3 separate regions of the Mus musculus genome follow, and all the other regions are linked to region 2. Evidence: chromatin contacts called from public promoter capture Hi-C data. All regions are on one chromosome and are shown on one strand. The core of a region is the stretch at or near the end of the contact, and the rest is flanking DNA. Distances in the headings are between cores, read along the strand shown. Region 1 holds the start of Sec22c (SEC22 homolog C, vesicle trafficking protein). Region 2 holds the start of Entpd3 (ectonucleoside triphosphate diphosphohydrolase 3). Region 3 holds the start of Vipr1 (vasoactive intestinal peptide receptor 1).

Evidence for each region. Promoter capture Hi-C pulls out the DNA fragments that hold promoters and counts their contacts.
Region 1: a promoter capture Hi-C map of embryonic stem cells shows a contact between it and region 2, with 4 times the contacts expected there. The contact joins the promoter of Sec22c here to the promoter of Entpd3 in region 2. A contact is called at or near these places in 3 of 39 promoter capture datasets (embryonic stem cells, neutrophils and stem cell-derived epiblast-like cells) and 1 of 9 other capture datasets (embryonic stem cells).
Region 3: a promoter capture Hi-C map of liver shows a contact between it and region 2, with 3 times the contacts expected there. The contact joins the promoter of Vipr1 here to the promoter of Entpd3 in region 2. A contact is called at or near these places in 1 of 39 promoter capture datasets (liver) and 1 of 115 datasets of contacts at active chromatin or transcription factors (embryonic forebrain).

What each region holds. Positions count from the first base shown.
Region 1 is chr9:121,703,471-121,708,217 of GRCm38.p6, reverse strand. It overlaps Sec22c (SEC22 homolog C, vesicle trafficking protein), which reads left to right and starts at 3,189. Exons shown (of 7, transcript NM_001164562.1): 1 at 3,189-3,294.
Region 2 is chr9:120,536,653-120,541,163 of GRCm38.p6, reverse strand. It overlaps Entpd3 (ectonucleoside triphosphate diphosphohydrolase 3), which reads right to left and starts at 1,346. Exons shown (of 11, transcript NM_178676.5): 1 at 1,281-1,346; 2 at 461-512. The coding sequence starts at 500.
Region 3 is chr9:121,640,889-121,645,450 of GRCm38.p6, reverse strand. Vipr1 (vasoactive intestinal peptide receptor 1) reads right to left here and starts at 2,735. Exons shown (of 13, transcript NM_011703.4): 1 at 2,525-2,735. The coding sequence starts at 2,602. It also overlaps a transcript of Lyzl4 not described here.

The DNA.
Region 1 (4,747 bases), core at 1,940-4,439, 1.2 Mb before region 2:
TGTACAGATCCATGTGTGGCAGCATTTACAGCCAGGGAGGACACTGGTGGTAGACGGAAGGATGACTCGCAAGGGTGTCAGTGTGTCAGAAACAGTGTGATAGATGTGATCATCCCTGGACTTCCAACCCATGGGAAACGAAGTGGACATTTAAAAAGAATTACTGAATGGAACAAAGTAGAGGCACGGTGGACAGTGCAGGAGGGAGGAAGCAAATGAGCCGGAGGGGAGGGCAGAGATCAAATGTCTAAAGTTATAAATAACTGGACATGAAAGCTGTCTGTGGAGATGTAGAGGTAGTGGGGGTGGAGAGCTGAAAAGCTTGCTTGGAATGGAAAGCCTCCGGAGGGGACAGTGGCCATGAGTGGTCAGTGATTGTAGATGTGGGCTGGGATCTTAGGCACTACACCTTACCCATTTCCCATTATATTCTATGGTAGAGCCTAAGACTCACCAGGTGTGCCAGACAGAAGGTGAAGGAACATTCTATCTAAATCACTCACGTCTCAGATACTAATATCCCAAGGCTTCGTCACATTAAAAAAGATCTTGTTCATTTATTTTGGTTTTAAGACAGTGTCTCTCAAACGATGACCTTGTGCTTCTGATTCTCCCATCTGTATCTTTTGAGTGCTGAGGCTCCAGATGTGGTTGCGGTGCTGGGGACAGAAGTCGGTCGACGCTTCACTCATGCATGCTCCACAAACACTCCCATGCATGCATGCTTCGAAAACATCCCCTCACTGGCACCACATGCCAGCCTGAAGTTCTTTATTTTTGCTTTATAAACATTGTGTTTAGATGTATTTTTGCTTTATAAACATTTTGTTTAGATGTATGTGGATGAATGTTTTGCCTGCATATGTGTATGTGCACCACGTGCCTGTCTGGTGCCTGTGGCTATCAGGGGAGGATGTCAAGTCATCTAGGACTTACAGATGTTTGTGAGCCACTGTGTGAGCATACACAGTAAAGCCCGGGTCCTCTGCAAGAGGAACAAGGTGATCTGAATTCCTGAGCCAATTCTCCAGTCCTCTTGGTTTTTGTTGTTGTTGTTGTTGTTTTAAAATAGGGTCTCTGTTCAAGCTTGCCTAGGATTCACTATTTCGCCCAGGGTAGCCGCAGATCCATGGCAAGGCTCCTCTACCAGCCTCCTGAACACTGGTGTGAATACTGGTGTGAATACTGATAACAGGTGTGAGGCACTACACTCCTGTCTTAGTTAGGGGTTTACTGCTGTGAACAGACACCATGGCAAAGGCAAGTCTTATAAAGGACAACATTTAATTGAGGTTGGCTTACCGGTTCAGAGGTTCAGTCCATTATCATCAAGGCCGGAACATGGCAGCATCCAGGCAGGCATGGTGCAGGAGGAGGTGAGAGTTTTACATTTTCGTCTGAAGGCTGTTAGCAGAATACTGGCTTCCAGGCAGCTAGGATGAGGATCTTAAAGCCCACACCCACAGGGCCACACCTTCTAATAGTGCCACTTCCTGGGTCGAGCATATACAAACCATCACAACTGCTAAATCTAGAGTTTTCTAGGTCTAATACCAAATATCCTCTATGTAGACAGAGCACACAGTGGACAGGGTGTTGGTCTCCTTCATGTTTTTCTCCTTTGTGAATGTTATGAACTAGCCTTGTTGGGACTTGTTACAGACAAGCCCTGACTTGGTGTGGGAGGGAACCATGGCATGACTTGAATACCAGAACACAATAATGCCCAAAGGCTATCTTAGGCTGTCACAAGTCTTCCTGTGTTCGTTTTGTAATTTGTCTGTGGTTACATAAGCCCTGCTTCCATTTCCACCCACCAGAGAAGTGTCGTTTAGAAGTCTTCACTCAGCTCAGGTCTCTCCATGTACCGTGTCTATCCAGCTGCTAGGTTGGCACCCACTGTAGGCTTCTCCGCAGAGATGGAATGGATAGGCTCTCTCTGACTATATGGTGGTTTATGAGGGGAACATGCTCATGTGGTGACAGAGGCTGAGAACCAGGGGAGCCAGTTCTGGGGTTCACTGACTTGCACTTGGCCTCAGAATCAGGGGAGCTGGGACTGGGGATGTGGCCCAGTGGGTAGTGCTCTTGTCTAGAAGGCAGGAAGCCCTGGGGTTGAGCTCCAGAGCCACACAACCTTGCTGTGGAAGCACACACACATCGGTAATCCCAGCGCCCAGCAAATGGAGTTTGTAGGATAGCCTTCAGAGTCAGCCTGCTACACAGTGAATTCAAGGTCAGCTTGGGATACACAAGACCCTGTCTCAAGGGATAAAAATGAAGTATCCGTGAAGCTGATGATGTAACATTAGTGAGAAGCTGAGGTCCTGAGAACCAGAGCCGGGACGTTCCAAGGAAAGCCTGGAGTTCTGATGTATGAAGAGGGTGACAGGCCTGACCCGGGGTTTTGTAGTTCAGTTATTCTATCAACAGAGATACATCCTCAGCCCCACAGAGTTCTGTGCACAAGCAAATGTCTCTGAAACACACAAACTCTCCCTTGCCCAATGGCCTGAGACTTGGAGAAGCTTTTCCTGAGCCCCAACTCCAAGACAACTGTTCCTGTAAATTCTCTTTGGAACCCATGCTTCTGTGAAGCATAACTCGTGTTTAAACACCAGAATTCCTGCCTGGTGCCCTACCCCCTTCTCTTGATTTGGTTTCTGTGTTCACACTTCCTGTGTACGCAGTGCGCGGCAAACAGCGGTGCTCAGCACTTGTCAAAACAGTAAGGGCCTAACTGTGCTACCCAATCTCCCTCCAGCCTCATAGCGAGGTGTGTGTGGCTCAGGGATCGGACTTTGGCACCTCCTCCAGGCTGGCAGAAGGCTGTGCTCTTCGGATCCTCTATCTCGGGCCTCTTGCCCAGCTGCGTAGCCTGCAAGAACCCACGCCCAGGGAGTGTCACTCCAGTCACACGGGGCCTAGACGCCTCTGGAGAACAGCCCTGTCCGCTCCAGGCCAGGCATCGTGGGGACGTCGGAGCCTCTTCTCACCGCTCGAGGTGAGACTCGCACGTGGGCCTGGGGACCTGCGGAAGAGACGCGGGCTGAGGGGAGCAAACCCGGGCCAGCCCTGGTAGATTCACTCAATTCCCGGGTCTGAACAACTGGACAGCAGAGACGCCCCACGATTGGTCTGTTTGGCGTCGCTTAGCAGCAGCGAATGGGAGCTCACGGTGTGCGCATGAGCACCACATCCTGCCTCCTACAGCCGGGCCGCGGGTAACCTGCACCCCGCCGGCCGCCGGGGTGGGCTGCGGTGGCCGAGGCGGAGGTCGGCCGCGGGGGCGAGGTGAGGTTAGCGGGCCAGGCGGGCGTGGAGAGGTGGGGTCGGGGTCTAGGCCACCGGGCTGCAGCCCGGGCCGGTGGGACTCCGCCGAGGCCCGGCCCCCTGCACGGTGCGTACCGGCTGGGATGCGCTGCCCGCTGTGCCTGCTGCCCGGGGCGGGGCCGGGGCGTGTCTCGGGAGGGCGGGGCGGTGGTTCCCTTTATGTAGACTGAACTCTAGTCCTGTCACTTGCTTCTTTTGAGAGCAAACTTTCCTTAGTCTGCTGGTCTAGCAGAACTTGGCTTCTTCAAGGCCTGGTCACCCCTACACCAACTTTCCTGGACTTGGATAAGCCGGGACAAAGAACCTGCAGAGCAGAGCGGGGGTCAAGCTTGCAAAAAGCCAAATCCAGGGAAGGAACTGAGTTACCTCTGATGAAAGGTGCCGTTACAGTTTGCGGTCTTGTGAAACGGAGCCCCATGTAACTCGAGTTTGGCCTTGAGCTTGGGATCCTCCTGCCTCCACTCCCCGCCCCGCAAGTTCTGGGATCACAGGTGTATGGCCTCCATGCCCAGCTCGGTTGGTGTAGCGGGTGACAAGATCAGAGAAACTAAAGCAACCCTCAGTGCAGAGCCAATGCTAGAGCAACGTGTCTGTAAAAGTCTACACAGAGAGTTTATTCAGGTAAAGAACTTGTCAGGGAAATGAGAACGGGGACAGCTTTGCATAGCCTGACACTGATATACAGGATTCATTCGCACCGCAGCTTTCTCAGGAAGACAGTTGTAGACAGGTCCCTAGAGATGCCTCGTAAATGTTTAGTGGACAACAGAGAGGACATCTTGAGGTCTCATAAAGAATTTCAGATCAAGGCTGGGGTGATGGTGCACATCTTTAATCCCAGCACTCAGGTGGCAGAGATAGAGGCAGTGCATAGCCAGACAAGACAACTGACTTTAGAGTATAATACACTAGGTAAGGAGAGGTGGTTTTATTTTATTTTAGAGAGGGTCTCACTCTGTAGTCCTGGCTGGTATGAAACTTACTGTGTAGGCCATGCTGGCCTGGGTCTGCCTGCCTCTTCTAAATCCTGGGATTAACGGTGTGTGCCTCTGAGCTTTAACTCCAGCAGTTTACTCACCACTTGGTTCTGTTTTAGGCAGGCTGTCCTGCAGCCTAAACTGCCCTTTAACATGCCACTCGCCTGGGGGTGACTTTGAACTCCTGACCTTCCTGCCTCCACCCCACCCCCCAAGTGCTGATATTATGAGCTTAAGCCACCACACTCTGCATTTCAAGGGGCACTTGTAGGGACCCTTCCTCTACCAGCAAGTCTCTGATTAGAGATTGTTTTTGTTTTTAAACATAGTCTCACTATAGCCCAAGTTCTCTGGTGCTGGGATTACAGGTTTGAGACCCACACTGCCTCTGGTTAGGTGTTGGCAGTTCTGCGGTGGAGAGGGCGTCTTTAGAGAGA
Region 2 (4,511 bases), core at 97-2,596:
AGACAGAGAGACAGAGAGAGAGACAGACAGAGACAGAGACAGAGAGACAGAGACAGATGAGAGACAAATGAGAGAGACAGATGAGAGGGAGAGGTGTTCCTGTGCAGCTTACCATAGTACTCAGGGCGACCCAACTCTATCAGGATTCATTCCCACGTCAACAACACATAACACAAACCTTACACATAGCTAGGTAAGGAAACCACAAGAGCCAAAATAATGGATTATACGAACAGGAAAAACCATTTAAGCCAAACATTCGTGTTAGCCCTTGTTTCCTGTGGCTTTGTGGAAAAGCATTACTTTTATCTGAAGAATGTCAAGGGTGAAACCCAGGTGAGCGAAGTCTTGGAACAACGATAAACAGCCATTCACAGGAGATATAGATGGAGAGCTACGAACCAAAGCTGGGATTCTCCCTGGGTCTGACAAAACCTAGCATCCAGTGAGCAACACTTACCTGCCTGTTCACATGGCTGGCGGGTCATCACGGTAAACATCTTCTCTCCGGGCTGCAGGGGTAAGAACACAGAAGGAGCGTGTGGCTAAACTTGCACGTATTGATATTGAACACAACGTCATCTAAATCGAAGCCTCTTTAGAAACAATGAGGTCAAACCAGAACGTCAGAGACCGATGGAAGCTGGAACTCCAAACCCAGTATCCCCTCCCCAAATGTAAAGCTGGAAGAATGGATTGGTTAAAACTTTAACTAGAGAGCAATTTTGAAAATAAAACCCCAAAAGCTTGTGTGAGCGCGCATGTGTTCTTTCTTTCTTTCTTTCTTTCTTTCTTTCTTTCTTTCTTTCTTTCTTTCTTTCTTTCTTTTTTTTTTTTCTCCTGTGGGCCGCACCTGTGACCAGCACCCGGGCAGAGCGAACCCCCTCTTAGTAATATTCACAAGGCTCGGGCTGGGTTATACTTCAAAGCGCACCAGCAAAGCCGGTTGGCATCGGTGTGTGCTGGTGGCTGCCAGCATGCAGTCACCCTTAAAGACCCGCGGGGTGTCTCCAGCTCCCTGAGCTGAACACCAGCAGACAGCTGTCAGGCCCTGGGGATCAGGGTGGGGACCTGGGAGTTGGCCCGTCCCCTGCATCTGCAGGTCTTGGGGTGCTTCGTGACGCGGTGTCCTGTCCCTGTCAGATGACAGTGCCCAGCTCCCCGGGTTTCAGCTCCTGCCTGCGGCCCTCTGCGGGAAGCTGTGCTGGTTCCTTCCCTCCCCGCTCCCAGCCCCCCACAGCCTGCTCCATCCCACTCCTGCGCGCGGGGCCAGACCTTACCTGGGCGCTGCTTTCGCTGCGGGTTGCTGAAAAGCGGAGGCGCCTCTGGGGTGCGGGAGTCCAGGAGGCGGAGCGAGGTGGCGTGGGTGGCGCAGCCTGCTAGGGACCGCCTCCCGCAAGCGCTGGGGCCAGGACCTCTTCACCTTCCCAGGCTCTTCTCTTTCACTTCACCCCAGCCTGTCCGGCATGAGGATGGAGGGGGAATCATTGCCACGTGGGGGGTAGCCAATCCTTTCAGGCCTTGTTTTAGTTACTTCCCTCGTTGCTGACAAAGTACCTGACAAAAGGGACCTAAAGAAGAAAAGGTGACTCACGGTTGTAGGTACTGTCCTAAAAACGTATCTTGGCAGGATCTTAGACTGCAGTCACATCCTGTCTGCATTCAGGTACCAGAGATCCCAGCCTAAAGCGCTGGTACCACCCTCGTTCAAGATGGGTCTTTCTGGCCCAGTTAACCCAGCCTAGACACCCAGTCTCAGACTTGCTCAGAAGTGTGTTTCCTAGGTGATGGCAGATGCTCTTAAGCTGACAGGGTTAGTTAGCTCAGTGTCCCACCAGGACCCAGTCAGAGAGCTTTCCACATCTTTATCTTCTAACTCCCTGCACAGTCCCCTGAACCCAAGGCAGAAGAGGATGTGATGTGACCTTGCCCCCAGTCCCAAGAGGCACCCCCTGGGTGGTAGTTTGAGTAAGTTTGGTTCCCACAAATTCATGTGTTTGAATGTTTGGCCACAGGGAGTGGCACTATTAGGAGGTGTGGCCTTGTTGGAGGAAGAATGTCACTGTGGAGGCAGGGCTTTGAGCTCTTATACGCTCAAATCACACCCACCGCGGAACACATCCAGTCTCCGGCTGCTTTAGGATCAAGATGTAGAACTTTTGGCTCCACGTCTGCCCACAGGCTGCGTGGTTCCCACCATGATGATAATGGACTGAACCTCTGGAACTCTAAGCCAGCCTCAGTTAAATGTTTTCCTTCATAAGAGTTGCCGTGGTCATATTGTCTCTTCACAGAAGTGAAACCCCAAGACACCTTGCCTGCCGGTCTTCTATCTGTCAAGACAACCTTTTTAAAAGAAAAGTTGTATTATTAAGCCTATATATTGTTTGTTATATATTATTACATATACTTATTATGTGATGTGGTGTGTGTGTGTGTATACCATGTGTGTGTGAGGACACCCACAGTGCTTCAGATCCTCTGGAACTGGAGTCACAGGCAATTGTGAGGCTCTGAGTCAGCGCAGGAAGGCTGAAAGGAGAATGGAGCCCAGTACCCTGTTTTGTGTGTTGTTTTGAGACAAGATTTGCCTATGTAGCCCAGGCTGGCTTTGCACTTGTTCCTGCCTTAGTCTTCTAGTACTGGGGTCACTCTTGGGTCACCACACATGCTACAAGGTAACTTTATTTTCCTAGTTTCCCCATCAAACATTTTTGGAGGGAAAAACAGAACCAAGGGCCAATTAGGACAGGGCAGGCCACTCTGAGAGCACACATAACTCCGTGCATTCCCCCTCAGTCTCTCTGGGAAGAGGGTGTGTCGTGCAGAACAACTAGAATGGGGTATGGTGAGTAGGCAGGTGGGTTCCAGTCACGTGGGCGGACACTGGAGAACACAGAACTGGGCAGACACACTCTCAAGCCAATCTGTGGTGGTGATTCCCAGGGGGCTTAATGGGGACCGAAAAGTATGCTCCTTCATTCTAAACATCACTGAGCCAACAGTCAGGACAAAAACAGCTTGGAGGAAGCCAAATAGGACAGATGACAAAGAAGGACAGCCCAGGGACTGCAGAGACCCAGAGGGCTTCGGAGCCCATTTCTGGTGCAGCCTCTTGGCTCCTTAGAGGGCCCAAAGCTAGAAGCTTGAGTGAGAGGTTGTCCTGTTGTATTTTCTGTTGCTCTGATAGCACTCTGACCAAAACCACCTTAGGGGAGGAAAGGGTTTATTTGACTATATTTCCAGGTCACAGGGCATCAGTGAGGAAAGTCAGGGTAGGATTCTCAAGCAGGATGTTAAAATGGAACCATGAAGGATGTGTACTGGACTAATGTCTCACAGGCTCATGCTCACCTTTCTTATACAATCCAGGGCAGCCTGCTCAGGGAATGGTGCCATCCACAGTGGGCTGGACCCTCCGACATCAAGACAATCCCCAATAAAGATATGCACTGGTCAATCTGACCTAGGCAATTCCTCAATTGAGGTTTTCTTCCTCAAATGATTCTATCATTAAATTGACAATCAAAGCTAAGGACGATAGAGGTCTTGAACCATCCTCCCTTGTGGCTCAGTAGGTCTGGAAGGAAGGTCTGAGGGCAAGGTCCTTGGCTGCCTTCTAAAATTCCACTGGTTTGCTCCTTTGTAAGTAGGGCTGAAGTCCCTGTGGGATGGACAGAGGGCTTGAAGAGAGGAATTCCTGCTTGAAAACCTGTGAGCCTAGAGAGAAAAGCCCATGTGTGACTGTGTGTGTATGTGAGGAGGGTATGTGTGTAAGTGTGTGTGTGAGAGGGTATGTGTAGTGTGTGTGAGTGTATGTGTGTATGTGTGTGTGGAGTGTATGTGTATGAGTGTGTATATGTGAATGTGAGTCTATAAGTTATGCATGAGTGTATGTGTGAGTGTGGCTGTGTATGTGAGTGTGTGAGTTATGTATGAGTGTGTGTATGTGTGAATGTGTGAGTATATGTGTGTGTTCACAAGGAGCAGTGTTGGATGGAGATGGGTCCTTGCTGAAGGACTGGTATATGATCTGCTCTGGGGGAAGGAGTGTTGACTACATATAAGACTTAATTTCTTCGAACACTATGGGGTACTGGAACATAACACATGTTATAAAAACCTGGGTCCTTATGCATCTAGGGGAACAGGAGTCCACTGACTGCAGTTGGCTTGTCACCCAGACCCAAAGTGAGAGATCTGTTCTAAGGTATACATCTGACAGTAGCAACTCTGGTGAGCTGCTGGGAACCGAGAAAGGTTCTTGGGCCAGGGGACCTAAATGTATCTAAAAATAGCCCAAGATCCATCTGAGCCAGCTCTCCTTGCTCACCTCAGTCTACAGTGCCAGCCTCCTCTGTGGGCGGCTTCAGCTCTCCCTTTATTCCCCTGGAAGCTCAGTTCTGGTTCACACTAAAGGAACACCTCTGCAGCTCCCAGACCAGCCCGGTTATTCCGAGGCGCTTGCTTCACCATCCCCCTGGAAGCACTCGTACTGGAAGGTACAGACG
Region 3 (4,562 bases), core at 1,486-3,985, 1.1 Mb before region 2:
CCAGCCTTGCCTTCTATTCCAGCCATCCAGGTTCTGATAGACGCCAGGCTAGCAAGAGCCGCTTTCATAGTTTGCAGTTGAAGGTTGGCCAGTGGAGCCAAACTGGAGACATCGTCCTGCTTCTTCCTCTGGGTTTCCCTGTGTGTCTGTCACAGCAGGCCTGACCCTCAGTTCTAGGAGTTTGTGACCCATGTCGATTCTGAGGTTCTGGTTGTGACATGACTCTTGCAAGGTAGGGCCTCAGACTGTCTGTAGTCTGAGTGTCCCCACCAGCCTGGCACTGGCACTGGCACCTGTCTGCTGCCCAGGGGGAGGAGCTATGGAAGGCCTTGGGATACACTTCACTTCCTCCTCTGGGACACTGCAAGTTTTCTTTCCTTTTTTTTTTTTTTTTTTTTTTTTTGGCTTCTCTGTTCAAAGATTTCCCTTCCTAGGCCAAGGCAGGGCCCCATAAACAGAGTGATAAGGCTCGGTGCCTTCACTGTGAACTCTGCAGCTGCCATTTTATGACTCTGATAACATGACCCCCCCAAGTCCGGCTGCAGCAGGAACACTGGGTGTCCGTTCCAGGAGGGAGCAACTGAGGACAGGGAGAGGAGAGCAGGGGCTGGGGTCCCCCTCCAGTCCAGAGAGAGAAGAGCAGGGGCTGGGGTCCCCTCCAGTCCAGGGAGAGAAGAGCAGGGGCTGGGGTCCCCCTCCAGTCCAGGGAGAGGAGAGCAGGGGTTGGGGTCCCCCTCCAGTCCAGAGAGAGAAGAGCAGGGGCTGGGGTCCCCCTCCAGTCCAGGGAGAGGAGAGCAGGGGCTGGGGTCTCCCTCCAGTCCAGGGAGAGGAGAGCAGGGGCTGGGGTCCCCCTCCAGTCCAGGGAGAGGAGAGCAGGGGCTGGGGTCCCCCTCCAGTCCAGAGAGAGGAGAGCAGGGGCTGGGGTCCCCTCCAGTCCAGAGAGAGAAGAGCAGGGGCTGGGGTCCCCTCCAGTCCAGGGAGAGAAGAGCAGGGGCTGGGATCCCCCTCCAGTCCAGGGAGAGAAGAGCAGGGGCTGGGGTCCCCCTCCATTCCAGGGAGAGGAGAGCAGGGGCTGGGGTCCCCCTCCAGTCCAGGCTAAGTCCCTTCCCCTCATTTTGTGGACCAAGAGGGCAGCCGAGGCTGGGAGGCTAGTGGAACTGAAGATGGGGTTGGAGTGGAAAGATCAGAGGCAACCAGGGAAGGCTCCCTGGAGGAGGAGCTAGAGTTGGCACCTCCAAATAAGAAGTAGGAAGATGGAATTGGAGGGACTGGGCTCAATCTGTTTCTAGATGGATGGTACCTGGGGCCAGAGGCCTCCAGTGGTCCAAAAACCCCTGGCTTATCCAAAATGGAGTAGCCAGGACACAGAGTTGGGGAAGTTGGAGGGCTGCTAGTGTGGTCTGTGACACTGAGGGCCAGAGTCTGATGAAGCTTGGAGTGTGGGGAGGGGCTGTAAACAGGAGGAAGGGGGCAACACTGTCCAATTCTCAGAGAGCAGCACCTTCTCCGGAAGGGGTTGGGGGGGTGGTGAGATTTTCCAGAGCAGGGTGTGCCAGACACCAGCTAGGAGGAAACAGATTCATGTCCTGATCCCTGCCCTGGGAAAGGTTGTGATTAGGGAGGGACCACGGGATAGACTGCACTAAGGTGACCGACCAAGATTCCCCACTTCCTCCAGGCAGCCCACTTGTTCCAGACCAGAATCCACTAAGGAAAAGACAATCTTGAAGCAACAGCTCCACAGACCTAGAGCAAGGGAAGGGAAGATCACCTCTGTCCAAGTGTGGCTGGCAGGGACAGGTGTGGCTCCTGTGGCCTCATTTTGCCCTTCTGTAAAATGGGTTTAGGGGGTCTCTGAGTCTTGAGGTCTTTCTTAGTCTCAGAGGAGGTGACCAGGTGTCTGCCCCATGACCCTGGTGAGTCTGTCACAGCCACAGGAGCACACCCACACACATGTCTGTGTGGGAGGAAGCCGAGGTCTAAGGTAGAGCAAGCCCCCCTGCTTTTCCCAATACATGCTTTTACCTGCCCACCATCAGCCTATAGTTAGAGGATAAAGAGCACAGAATGAAATTCTCACCAGATCCCAAGGACCCCTCCCCAGGGTACAGGCACTAAGGTCTGATGCTGTGCTGTCTTCATCGCACAAGTTCTCAAAATACCCAGAGAGGCTTCCAGACACAGCCTCCTTCCCACCCGACAGTCTACAGGATCTCCCATCTCACTCGATCGTGCCACCCACAGTTCTCCTCCCCACGTACCCCCACAGGCACTCATCGCAAGGCAAGTCTGGGGCTCCCTCTCGCCCCCAACCTCTTCATCGCTGATTGGGATCACTTCGCGGTGAGCGCTCTAAGATGAGCTAAGAGGGACCCGCCGCTACCGAGCTCCCACGCCTCTGGGCTACAGAAGAGAGAAGACGAGAACCGCGCTCCTGCTGCCCCCCGATGGCCAGATGGTCCCGGATACGCTGCCCCCGCAGTTCCCCCATCCGTGGGATCTGGGTGGAGGGGCACACACTCACCGCGGGTCCGAGGGCGCAGGCGAGGGCTCCTGCCAGCACGCAGAGCCAGCGGGCAGGCGGTAGGCTCGGAGGGCGCATGGTCCGCCCTGAGCCCGCGGCAGGCAGCCGAGAGCGCCTACGGGGTCTGTGGCTAACGCAGCGCGGGAGAGTGGCGCGGGCCAGCGGCCCGGGCGCTATGAGGCACAGCTCCAGGCTAGGGGAGGGCGGCGGGGGCTCGTCTGACGGGCGGCGGGGTTAGCCAATGGCACGGCGGAGGCGGTACCTCGGCGCAGGTAGGGGGCGGAGCCGGGGCCCCCGGGGGCGTGAGCACAGAGTCCCGCTAGAGGTGCGCGTCGTCGGGAGCTGCTAGCTAGCGAGCATCCTCTCGGCTCTCCGATGCGGGGACGCTGGGCTCAACACCGCCCAGTGTTCCCCGCGCCCGCACCTTTCTCTCTCAACCCCGGCTGCGCCCTCGGCCCCTGGCAGTGAGCTCCTCCAGTCTTCGGCTCCAGGGAGTTTAGCTGCCGGCTCCCCGGTTTCCACGTCGGCTTGCAGCCCAAATTCTTGGACTAGAAGGGCCACAGCTTTCCAGGGCTGAAGGCTGGCCTCCGATGGGGTCCAGCGGATCACGCTGTTGGAACCATCTGCGACAAGGGAGAAGCCGAGGGGGCGCAGCCGGGGTCGGGGAGTCCCAACTGGGGGTTCCTCTTGGCCGCCCAGGGCAGGGTGCACTCAGAGCTGGACACGACTTGGCCGGCGCAGCTCGTGAGGGACGAGAAGTCAATGTTCCAGCGCCCCCGCGCGGGGACCAAAGCCTGTACCCTTTCTTGGGCCCAGGCTGCCCACAGACCGGTCTTCCCGGAGTCCCCAGGGACTAGGATCAGGGTGCCAGTGTCCCGCGCTGTGTCTCCAAGATCGGGCGGGCCGGTAGCGGGTGATCTGAGGCTGCTCTCCCTCCGAAGCTTGTCTTTAGGGCTCGGATTATTCGGTGCTAGCGTGGGGCGCGGGGTTACCGACTCAGAGCCCTTCGCGCTACGTCTTAGGGAACCCGTGCAGATGACTTTCCAAGAGCTCGAGTGATCATGGTGAGAAGGTGATGTGGGGGGCTGATGGCGCGGTGGGATAGAAGGTGGGAGGAGGGGCGGAGTTGCAGAGGGCCGCGTGTCCCTGCGCGAAGTAGGGTGTGCGATCCATTTGAAGGAAGTCGCTCTCCGGGCGCTTTCTGGCCAGCAGGAGCGCGGGAATTTCCCGAGGATTCTCCAGCCTTCCCAACCTGCAACGTGGGAAACTAACGCTGTGGGCGTGGCCTTGAGGTCGGTTACAGAAAAGTCTGGAAGCAAACCCCTGGCCTTCCTCCTTCCTCTCCTTCCTAGTCTACCGCACTTCCCTTGTTCTCTCTCCCCCTGAGCCTGAGCCTGAGCCTGAGCCAGGCCTCTACTACGCACCAGGGCATAGGAGGTAAGAGGCACTCCCTGCAATTTCTGCTTCCGGATAGAGAATGGGCTAGTTGTCACAGGCCTTTCTCCAGTTATGGGGTGTCAGAAGAGGGAGCTGTTTAGTAGTTGCCATTCAGTGCTTCAGGGCTAGGATTTCGGGAGTCACTGTGAGCAGGAATAGGGGTTTGCCTCGCTTGTGACCATGGGCACACTCCTCTTAGGCCTTAGGCCTCTTAACCGGGCAGTGAGGTCTTACCAGCTCTTGAGGTGGTATGCTCAAGTCCCAGATGTGAGCTTTGGCTCTCAACCCTGCCCACCCCCATATGTCACCTAGGCAGCTGCAGAATGCTGATATGGGGCGGGGTGGCACGTGCCTGTGATCCCACTGCTCTGTATGCTTCGGGAGGAGGATTCCTGTGGATTTCAGACCAGCCTGAGCAAAATGCTACGGTGCTTCACCTCATGGTCCTGTTAGCATTTCCGTGTTCTCTGTGGACAGAGATCTGGGCATGGGGGTGGGGGTGGATGGAGGGTTTTGGGTACCGGGAAGGAAGTGGGAAGCCAGACTCCATTTTGCTATGTGACCTTCACCAGGCAGGTGAATAGATGGGAGGTAGAGGCCA